Regions from separate parts of the Danio rerio genome. Here region 2 is linked to region 1. The links are chromatin contacts, called in public Hi-C maps. All regions are on one chromosome and are shown on one strand. The core of a region is the stretch at or near the end of the contact, and the rest is flanking DNA. Distances in the headings are between cores, read along the strand shown.

Region 1 (5,140 bases), core at 1,767-4,266:
AAACGTAAAGCCCTTTTACACAAAATGTGGAATGTGAAGTTAATAAATATAGAGACAGATTAGATCAGTCTCAAAAATAATACATTTACAAAATAAAATGTATGCATGCAAAGCACAACTCACCTTTACAAAATCCAATTCATAAAGTTAAAGCACAATTCCTAAATACAAAACACAATTTGTGAATTCACTAGTAAAAATCTTATTTTTACTAAATGAATTTGATTTTTGTACACTGAAAAACTGTTGCAAACAAATACAATTAGTAATGTTTAACTTCGAAATTGTTTACAATCACTTAGCTTTAAAAAATTGAGTAAATCCAATTATCTTTGAATATTTTTTTCAGTGTATTAATGAATCGTGTTTTTAATTTACAAACTAGATTTGAGCATTTATGAAATGGGTTTTAAATTTTTCAACTGGATTTGTGTATTTTTTTAATCGTGTTTTGAATTTCCGAATTGGATTTGTGCATTTAAAAATCATATTTCGAATGTACAAATTGAATGTGTGTATTTTTGAATCGTGTTTTGAACTTTAGAATTGAACTTGTGCATTTTTGAATCATGTTTTGATTTTACGAACTGGATTTTGTTCATGTGAATTGTGTTGTGGACATATGAACTATATATTTTGTAATTAGTTTTAAGACTGATCTGGCTCCATAAATAAAGCTCAGGCTGAGGGAAATGTAAATTCACATCTGTACAGTTCACCTCTGAATTGCATGAGCAACAGGATGCATGAAAGAAAGTTCATCTCTACTCAGCAATGAATATTTTACGTCTGCATTTTGCAGTTTTTATTCTTTGTAAGGAAACACTGTATCTTTTTTTGTGCAAGTGAGATCTGTAAATACATGTTCAGATTTAAGCTAGTTTACATGTCATACGCAATACCTCTTGCATTTACGATTTCTTACAGGAGAGCTGTCAGTCAATAAATGGAAAATAAGTAACTACAAAAGGTATTTTCTAATGCTTTCTGTTGCTTATTAAATATAAAAAAAGAGCTTTGCTGTGAGTAAATCAGGTCCCTGAATCATGTTCAGCCACAAGTGCAAGAACAAACAGGTTACTTAAGTTGCTGGCTGGCAACAGATCACTTAATTGCTTTCACATTACATCACAGCAGCATCAAAACCTGTTTGACTTTCTGTCTTCCGTTGAACACAAAAGATGCACGGAAGAATGCTGGAAAAACAGCCATTGACTTTCATAGTATTTCTTAGGTCTGCTATTGATCTCTGTAGCTGCTTTTATTCCAACATTCTTCAGTCTATCTTGTCTTGTGTTCAACAGAAGAAAGAATCTCATAAAAGTTTAGCCTAAGGAAACGCTGAAGAAATGTTCATTTTTGGGAGAACTACCTACCCCTTTATTATGTGAATGCATTACCCAACAATAACTGTGATACATAAAGTCTTAAATACAGCATACCAAAGAAAACAGTGGCTTTAAAATGTGACAAAATAGCCCAAATTACATTAACATCAGCAAACAATTTTTGTAAAATTTAAAGAAATATATAAATAAATCCAGTTGAGCCACTGTATTAAGATATTTATGCCTGATTATCAAAGATGTCAGTCTAGAGACTTGAAATGACTTAAAGTAATTGTCACTGGTGATATTATGTTTGTTTGTTTTTTTTATGTGAAGGTTAATCCCTGCTTTTGAAGACAATAGACTGGCAAAACTGTATTCATGGCTGGCTGTGGTCTGCACAGAGGCGTAAAACTCTCGTAGAGTCTCGTTGACAAGAGAAGCAGAATAAGGTCTCAAAATCAGCATTTTTTTTTGGCTCTGAGACAACAATTCTGAGAAAGCTTTTAATACGAATCAGACAATACTCTGATTAAGCGTCCACCATGGAAACAGCGACATGTGGAGTATGCAAATCATGTAAACATCTTAATTATATTATTGTCTTAATCAGATTAAGGCAAATAATTCAATAACTGATGTCCATGTAAACATAGCCGGTGTGTGTTTGTGTGATATTATGGCTACTAGTAATGTTTGCGAGCAGCACATTTATTTCAAACGGTGATCAAAACTGACTGGAACTGCCTGTGCATCTCAACGGAAATAAGGCACACCTTCCAGCCAATCAGAATCAAGGATTTCGACAGACTATGGAATAAGAATACATACATACATATATATATATACATACACACATATACATATATATATATATATATATATATATATATATATATATATATATATATATATATATATATATATATATATATATATATATATATATATATATAGTACTATATATTCCCCGAATTATTAGCCCCCCTGTTAATTTTTTTCCCCAATTTCTGTTTAACGGAGAGAAGAGTTTTTCAACTTTTCTAAGCAGAATTGTTTTAGTAACTCATTTCTAATAACTGATTTATTTTATCTTTGCCATGATGACAGTAAATAATATTTTATTAGATATTTTTCAAGACACTTCTATACAGCTTAAAGTGACATTTTAAAGGCTTAACTAATTAGGGTAACTAGGCAAGACAGGGTAATTAGACAAATTATTGTATAATGATGGTTTGTTCTGTAGACAATTGAAAAAAATTTGCTTGAAGGGGCTAATAATTTTGACCTTAAAATGTTTTTAACTGCTTTTATTCTAGCCGAAATAAAACAAATAAGACTTTCTTCAGAAGAAAAATCATTATCAGACATACTGTGAAAGTTTCCTTGCTCTGTTAAACATCATTTGGGAAATATGAAAGATAGAAAAAAAAAACCCAAAGGGGGGCTAATACATAATTCTGACTTCAACTGTTTATTGATTTGTAAAAACACTTTAAAAGATTTCACTCAGAATACACCTTTCTACTCTTAAAAGAACAAGGCGGTTGTTAACCATCTACTCTTATGGGAAAGCAACAAAAAGACAAATTTTTTCTTCTCTTTTTTTGTGTGTGGAGTTGTAGGAAGAATCAATCTGAGGGTGTTCTGATCCAGCAGACACTGAACAAAAGGCAATTCTGTGAAGTGGTGTTAGCTCTACACCCCCATGTGAATTACTGCGCCTGTCCTCTGTCCTTTTGTATTCCAGCTGGGAACAGAAAGTCATAAATTCTGTGAATTTATAGCATCCAATTAAACAAGGAAAGGTGGGAAATGCTTTATAGACTGACAAAATTGAAAAAAAGAGCCCACTGCAACAGAATTGAAATGTTGATGAGATGAAGCTTCACAAACAGCCCACTGAAAAAAACAAGTTAAAACAAAGAATCAGTCAATCATCAATGATCACTGCTCGCTTTTTCATTCATTCATTCATTTTCTTTTCAGCTTAGTACCTTTATTAATCTGGGGTCGCCACAGCAGAATGAACCACCAACACTCATTCACACCCATACACTATGTACAATTCAGCGAACCATTCTGCTCTCTTTTTTCAATAACTAAAATGCACTGAGAAATTATCATATTCATCATCATATCATATTTGTATTTATTAGATTGTTTCGTGTCATTGTGTATGTTTTGGACATTTATTTACTCATTACTTTTATCTTTTTTTTTACTTATGTATTTAAAGGTCTACATGGACTAGCCCCGGCGGTCCAGCCTATATATCTAAACTTTTACGTTTGTATTCTCCCCGAAGATCCCTTAGGTCCTCTGCCCAGCTCCTGCTAATTGTTCCTAAATCCCGCTTGAAATTAAAGGAGACAGAGCTTTCTCAGTCTATGCTCTAAAACATGTGAACACATTACCTGCAATAATTAGAGCTTCATCTACATTGTGTTTTTAAAATCTCTCAAAACCTCTTTTCTTTGGCCTATTGAAATATTTTTTTAATAAATTTTTAGTTTTTAGATTTTATTGTCTCACGTATTGTCCAGTCTCTCTAATTGTTTACTATTTTTGCAATGTTTGTCAACATTCATGACATGTTGTTTAAAGGTACTACTTAAATAAAGTTGACCTTGATCATGTTTTAAAGGCACCAAAATATACAGTATTTTAAAACTGAAAAACACTGTAAAAAAAATATATGTTACTTATTATTATTTTATGATGTTTTCTGTTTATTTACGGTTATGAATTGCATTTTAGGACCTTGATCTCTGACTTTTCATGTTGAATATTTAACTGCACTTTTAAAAAAGGTGACTTTTATTGATATAAAACTTGTAAAACAACAGAAAAGGTATACTTGCAGTTTATTACCAGGTTTTTGTGCCATAATTTACAACACCAACCCAGACAATATATCACTTTAAACTAGGGACGATATTGGAAAAATCGAACATTGCAAGTGTTTTCTGCGATACACATGCAAGTTCAAGAGATGACCTGAATATCTCTAATTAGACAAAATTATTCATTTTAGAATGATCGTGATGATAAAAACAGTAAACAGTGTTTTATGGATTTGTAACAGTTCTCGTGTACAGTAATTGAATAATCACGTGTGGAATAATACTGTGTTGTTTTAATAATAATAATAATTCAATACAAATAATCCTTATTAGAGTTACAAATGGTACAGTTTCTTATGCCAATTGCTTTTAAAGTTCTCATGCCTCAAAAACACATGCAAATAATAAACTTTAATCCAGACTCCACATCACATATATTGATGCATATATTGTGCAGCCCTACTTCAAACTATTAAAAATGTCAATAAAAGCCCCTTTTCCCCCACAAACTTTTCAACACCAGAAATAGTTGGAAAAAAGATCTCAAGGTCTCATAATGTAATGCTTTCAACACAGTTTTTATTTATTTTTTGTAAGTTTTAGTTGGACTTTTCAAGTTTTTTTTAATGCTTTTTTTGTACACTTGTTGAAAATTGTTAAATTTGTATTATTGTCCAGGCCAAATTCCCTCCATTGGCCCTTATCCATCATGGCCTCCCAATCATCTCTATCCAATGTATTGGCTCTATCACTGTCTCTCTAATCCCCCTATAAATGGTGTGTTGTAAGGCGCACTGGCACCGTTTTCCTGTGGCTGCCGACGCACCATCCAAGTGGATGTTCCATACTGGTGGAGGTGTATAGAGACCCCCCTAATGAGTGTGAAGCGCTTTGGATGGTAGAACAGGGTAATATAAATACACATTACATTATTGTTATATGCAATGACAGCCAAAAAATCAT
Region 2 (5,140 bases), core at 1,221-3,720, 110 kb after region 1:
ATATTAAAAGCTGACAACATCATATAGACACTATATAACCTTCAAATCATATTTCAGACCCATTTATATTTTAGACCTAAATGTATGTGGGCTGAAAGGAAGTGGTAGGAGACCCACAGAAATGTTTGGAGAAGATAGACTTTGTGGTCAGTGCACCAACATATATAGCACAACTGTTCTCTGGCATTCTCGAGTTCGAGTACCAATTTGGGGACCTTTCACAATCCCATTCACATCTCTCTCTCCAACTTCACGTCTTGTTAATATCTGCTGTCTTATTAAAAAAATGTATGTAAAAAATAATATTTTATAATAACTAATAAACAATTTATTAATGAAAAGAACTAACCAAGCATCTTAGGATGAAAAATAAATATTACAAAAGTCACAAACTAATAAAAGAGATAACTATTATGAATAAATATATTCTTATAAAATACTACAAATTATATAACATTCAGATGAATGTGACTAATCTAAAATCATTATAGAATAACACTGATTAAATAAATATGAAGTGAAAATTATATTAAAAGCTGTCAAGAACATACAGACACTAAATAATCTTCAAATCATATTTTAGACCCATTTACAATATCATATAGAATTAGTAACTAACAATAAAAATGCCATTTACATTACAGGAAGGCTGTGACAGTGACATCAAAAACATTGAAACCCCTTAATTTCCTGAATGTATGTGGGCTGCAAGGATGTGGTAGGAGACCTACAGAAATGTTTGGAAAAGGAAAAAGAGTAAAAAAGAATTTGTATGCCCTGATAACTCAGTGGTCAGTGCGCCAACATATATAGCACAACTGATTTCCGACATTCCCGAGTTTGAGTCCCAATTCGCGAACCTTTCACAATGCCATTCACATCTCTCTCTCCAACTTCACTTCCTGTCAATATCTAATGTCTTAACAAAAGACATTAAAAGACAAAAAAATTTATTTAAAAAAATAGTATTATATAATGACTAATAGATTAAATAATTTATTAATAAAAAAAACTAAACAAGCACATTTAGATGAAAAATAAATATTAGAAAAGTCACTAATAAAAACTAATAGAAAATGCTATTACCAACTAATAAAAATTGTAAAACTATAATAAATATATTAGTTCTTATAAAATACTAGAAATTATAAAACATTCAGGTGAATAAATCATCTGAAATCATAATAGAATAACACTGATTAAACAAACAAATACAAAGTGAAAAGTATTAAAAGCTGACAAAAACATAAAGACACTAAATAATCTTCAAATCATATTTTAGACCCATTTACAACATCATATATCATTTGTAACAAATAAAAAAAAAAACGGAACTTACATTATAGGCTGGTTGTCAATGTGACATATAAAGCAATGAAAACCCCTGATGTACGGATTAGAATAAGCAAAAGAAAAAGCGTTGCTTGCCATAAAGGGATAGTTTACCCTAGTTTTTTTGGTAAAATAAGCGTAATCTAAAGGTTTCAGGCCTTTGTGAGTTTCTTTCTGCTGTTGAAACCAAAAGAAGACATTTTGAAGAAAGTTGAAACCTGTCACCATTGACTTCCATAGTAGGAAAAATAAATAATATGGAAGTCAATAGACTTGACTTCACATTCACTGAGTTTTAAATCAGTGCTAGTTCTTTTACCTACATTCATTCAAATCTATAAGAATCAATGTATTATGAATGAAACCAGTACACTAATATACTGGTTAAAAGGTCTCATTGCGATAGATGACAAACACATTACGTGACAGCTAGAAAAATTGTCAGAGGTAAAAGTCCACACTGCAGTACAAACCACACCAAATCCTGTCTTTCCATTGGTGGACCTGTTAAAACACAGGTGTCCTCCCACCCTTGCCTTCCATATCATCAGTACACGATAAACAAACAGCAAACATGAACTTCTGTAAACTAAAGACGGCTGAACAAACTCACGTCTGCCAGTGAAGTAAAGCACACTTTATTTGCTCACTATCATGTTGAATCAAACCTAGAGTTCTTTTGAGAAGCAAAAACAGATTCATTTCCATATATTATCCAGAGTTTTGAATATAATGACAGTAAATGTCTAATTAAGCTTTAGACTGTCAAGACAAAGTGTCAAAAAGAAAGTTGTATTAGACTGGAAAAACATCACAATGAGAAAATCACTACAGAACGTTCTCTTTTTTTGTGGTGAACTATTCCTTTAATGTCAAATTTCACATTATCCACTGTCAGAAAGGTGAGAAATGGTCGTTAAATAGTAACAGGGAAGTGAAAGTCATTCTCTAATCAGCTAAAGGTCAAAGTATTTGCAATGAATAAATCAAAAAAAGGCTTCCACTATCTTATCACAGCCAGCAAAACATGAAGCTGTTCAACAGAGGGTCATTCGCAGCATTCAGCATACACCATGTGCACTTTTCCTTCATTTTCCTGTGCAAATCCTTCCCCCACTCTCTTTCACTCCCATCCATCTGTTGCTGCTCACAGGCGGTGCACGGATAATTATGGAGACGTACAAGAGGAAAAATCAACAGGAGCTGGATAAGGCCTATCAGATATTTGCAATGCAAACAGCCGGAGCATGGTGTGCCTCTGACCCTGCACGATTCAGGTCACTGGCAATTATTTACTAGACACTGGCCAAAAACGACTTGAGCTCCTTGTATGTGTATGTACAGGGAACTTGGAGTATAGTCAGCATGTTAGCTGTGTGTCATGTACTGTATGTGTCACTTATATTATTATATTAGGGTTGGGCATCAACTCAGATATCCAGATTCAATTCTAATGTACAAGCACTTATTTTGAATAGGTTTGATTTGATTCAGTGTAAATAGATTTTTTACAAAGGTTTAAGATAGACCTGTGTATTAAACTTTACTTCAGTTACAGTTCATAATGTTAAAACAGAAACCACCTCTCTAGTTTAGATGAATACGATGACAAAGCAACAGACAGTGCGACAGATAGCAAGAGCAACAGATGGAAAGACAGAGCAACACACAGAACCACAAATAGAAAGAGCAACAAATGACAGACAGAGATAGAATAACAGATGGACAGACAGAGCAACAGACAGAAAGATGAAAGAGAGAGAGAGAGAGAGAGAAACAGACAAAAATGTACAGAAATAGCTAAAGAAAGATTATAGGACAGAAAGACATAGATGACAGATGAATGAACAGAATAACAGACAGTGTGACATACAGATGGGCACAGCAACAGACAGATGGACAGATAGCGAGAGCAACAGACAGATCAACAGACAGATGGACAGATAGCAAGAGCAAAAGACAGATCAACAGACAGATGGACAGATAGCGAGAGCAACAGACAGATCAACAGACAGATGGACAGATAGCGAGAGCAACAGACAGGTCAACAGACAGATGGACAGATAGCGAGAGCAACAGACAGATCAACAGACAGATGGACAGATAGTGAGAGCAACAGACAGATCAACAGACAGATGGACAGATAGCGAGAGCAACAGACAGATCAACAGACAGATGGACAGATAGCGAGAGCAACAGACAGATCAACAGACAGATGGACAGCTAGCGAGAGCAACAGACAGGTCAACAGACAGATGGACAGATAGCGAGAGCAACAGACAGATCAACAGACAGATGGACAGAAAGCGAGAGCAACAGACAGGTCAACAGACAGATGGACAGATAGCGAGAGCAACAGACAGGTCAACAGACAGATGGACAAACAAAGAAACAAATGGACTGAACAAAAGACAGAATGACAGACAAATGGACAGAGTAACAATCAGATGTACACCGAACAACAGAGAGCGACATACAGATGTACAAAGAACAACAGACAGAGCAACAGACATAGACAGAGCAACAGTCAGATGTATACAGAACAACAGACAGAGCAACCAACAGATGGACACAGAACAACAAACAGATCAACAGACAGATGGACAGAGCAACAGACAGATGTACGCAGAACAACAGACAGATGAGCACTGTATGACAGACAGAGCGACCAACAGATGGACACAGAACAACAGACAGAGTGACCGAGAGATGGACACAGTACAACATACAGATCAACAGACAGATGGACAGAGCAACAGACAGATGTACGCAGAACAACAGACAGATGGGCACAGAATGACAGACAGAGCGACCAACAGATGGACACAGAACAACAGACAGAGTGACCGACAGATGGACACAGAACAACAAACAGATCAACAGACGGAGCGACAGACAGATGGACAGAGCAACAGACAGATGTACGCAGAACAACAGACAGATGGGCACAGAATGACAGACAGAGCGACCAACAGATGGACACAGAACAACAGACAGAGCGACCGACAGATGGACACAGAACAACAAACAGATCAACAGACGGAGCAACAGACAGATGGACAGAGCAACAGACAGATGTACGCAGAACAACAGACAGATGGGCACAGAATGACAGACAGAGCGACCAACAGATGGACACAGAACAACAGACAGAGTGACCGACAGATGGACACAGTACAACATACAGATCAACAGACGGAGCGACAGACAGACGGACAGAGCAACAGACAGATGTACGCAGAACAACAGACAGATGGACATAGAATGACAGACAGAGTGACAGACAAATGTACACAGGGCAACAGACAGAACGACAGACTGATGGACACAAAACAGCAGACAGAGCGACCAACAGATGGACAGAGAACAACAGACAGATGGGCACAGAATGACGGACAGAGCGACAGACAAATGTACACAGAGGAACAGACAAATGTACATAGAGTGACAGAGACTGACAAAGAGATGGACAGAGCAACAGACAGATAAACAGAGCGAAAGACAGATAAACAGAGAGATTAACAGACAAAGCACCAGACAGGAAGGCAGGCAGGCAGATGGACGAACGGACGGACGGACGGACGGACTTAGTATCATGATAGATAGATAGATAGATAGATAGATAGATAGATAGATAGATAGATAGATAGATAGATAGATAGATAGATAGATAGATAGATAGAGATAGATAGATAGATAGATAGATAGATAGATAGATAGATAGATAGATAGATAGATAGATAGATAGATAGATAGATAGATAGATAGATAGATAGATAGATAGATAGATAGATAGATAGATGCAGCA

Evidence for each region. Hi-C and Micro-C count contacts between places; a contact is called where the count stands out from the background.
Region 2: a Hi-C map of embryo shows a contact between it and region 1, with 2.1 times the contacts expected there. The contact joins two enhancer-like sites. A contact is called at or near these places in 2 of 18 Hi-C or Micro-C datasets (caudal fin and embryo).

Annotation. Positions count from the first base shown.
Region 1 is chr3:16,910,550-16,915,689 of GRCz12tu, forward strand. No RefSeq gene overlaps it. Among named protein-coding and RNA genes, the nearest start is that of wfikkn2a, 36 kb to the left of the region's middle. Within about 2 kb of position 3,017, at least 6 of the 62 cell types and tissues checked have an H3K27ac peak or open chromatin away from gene starts, as enhancers often do.
Region 2 is chr3:17,023,966-17,029,105 of GRCz12tu, forward strand. No RefSeq gene overlaps it. Among named protein-coding and RNA genes, the nearest start is that of tob1a, 57 kb to the left of the region's middle. Within about 2 kb of position 2,471, at least 10 of the 62 cell types and tissues checked have an H3K27ac peak or open chromatin away from gene starts, as enhancers often do.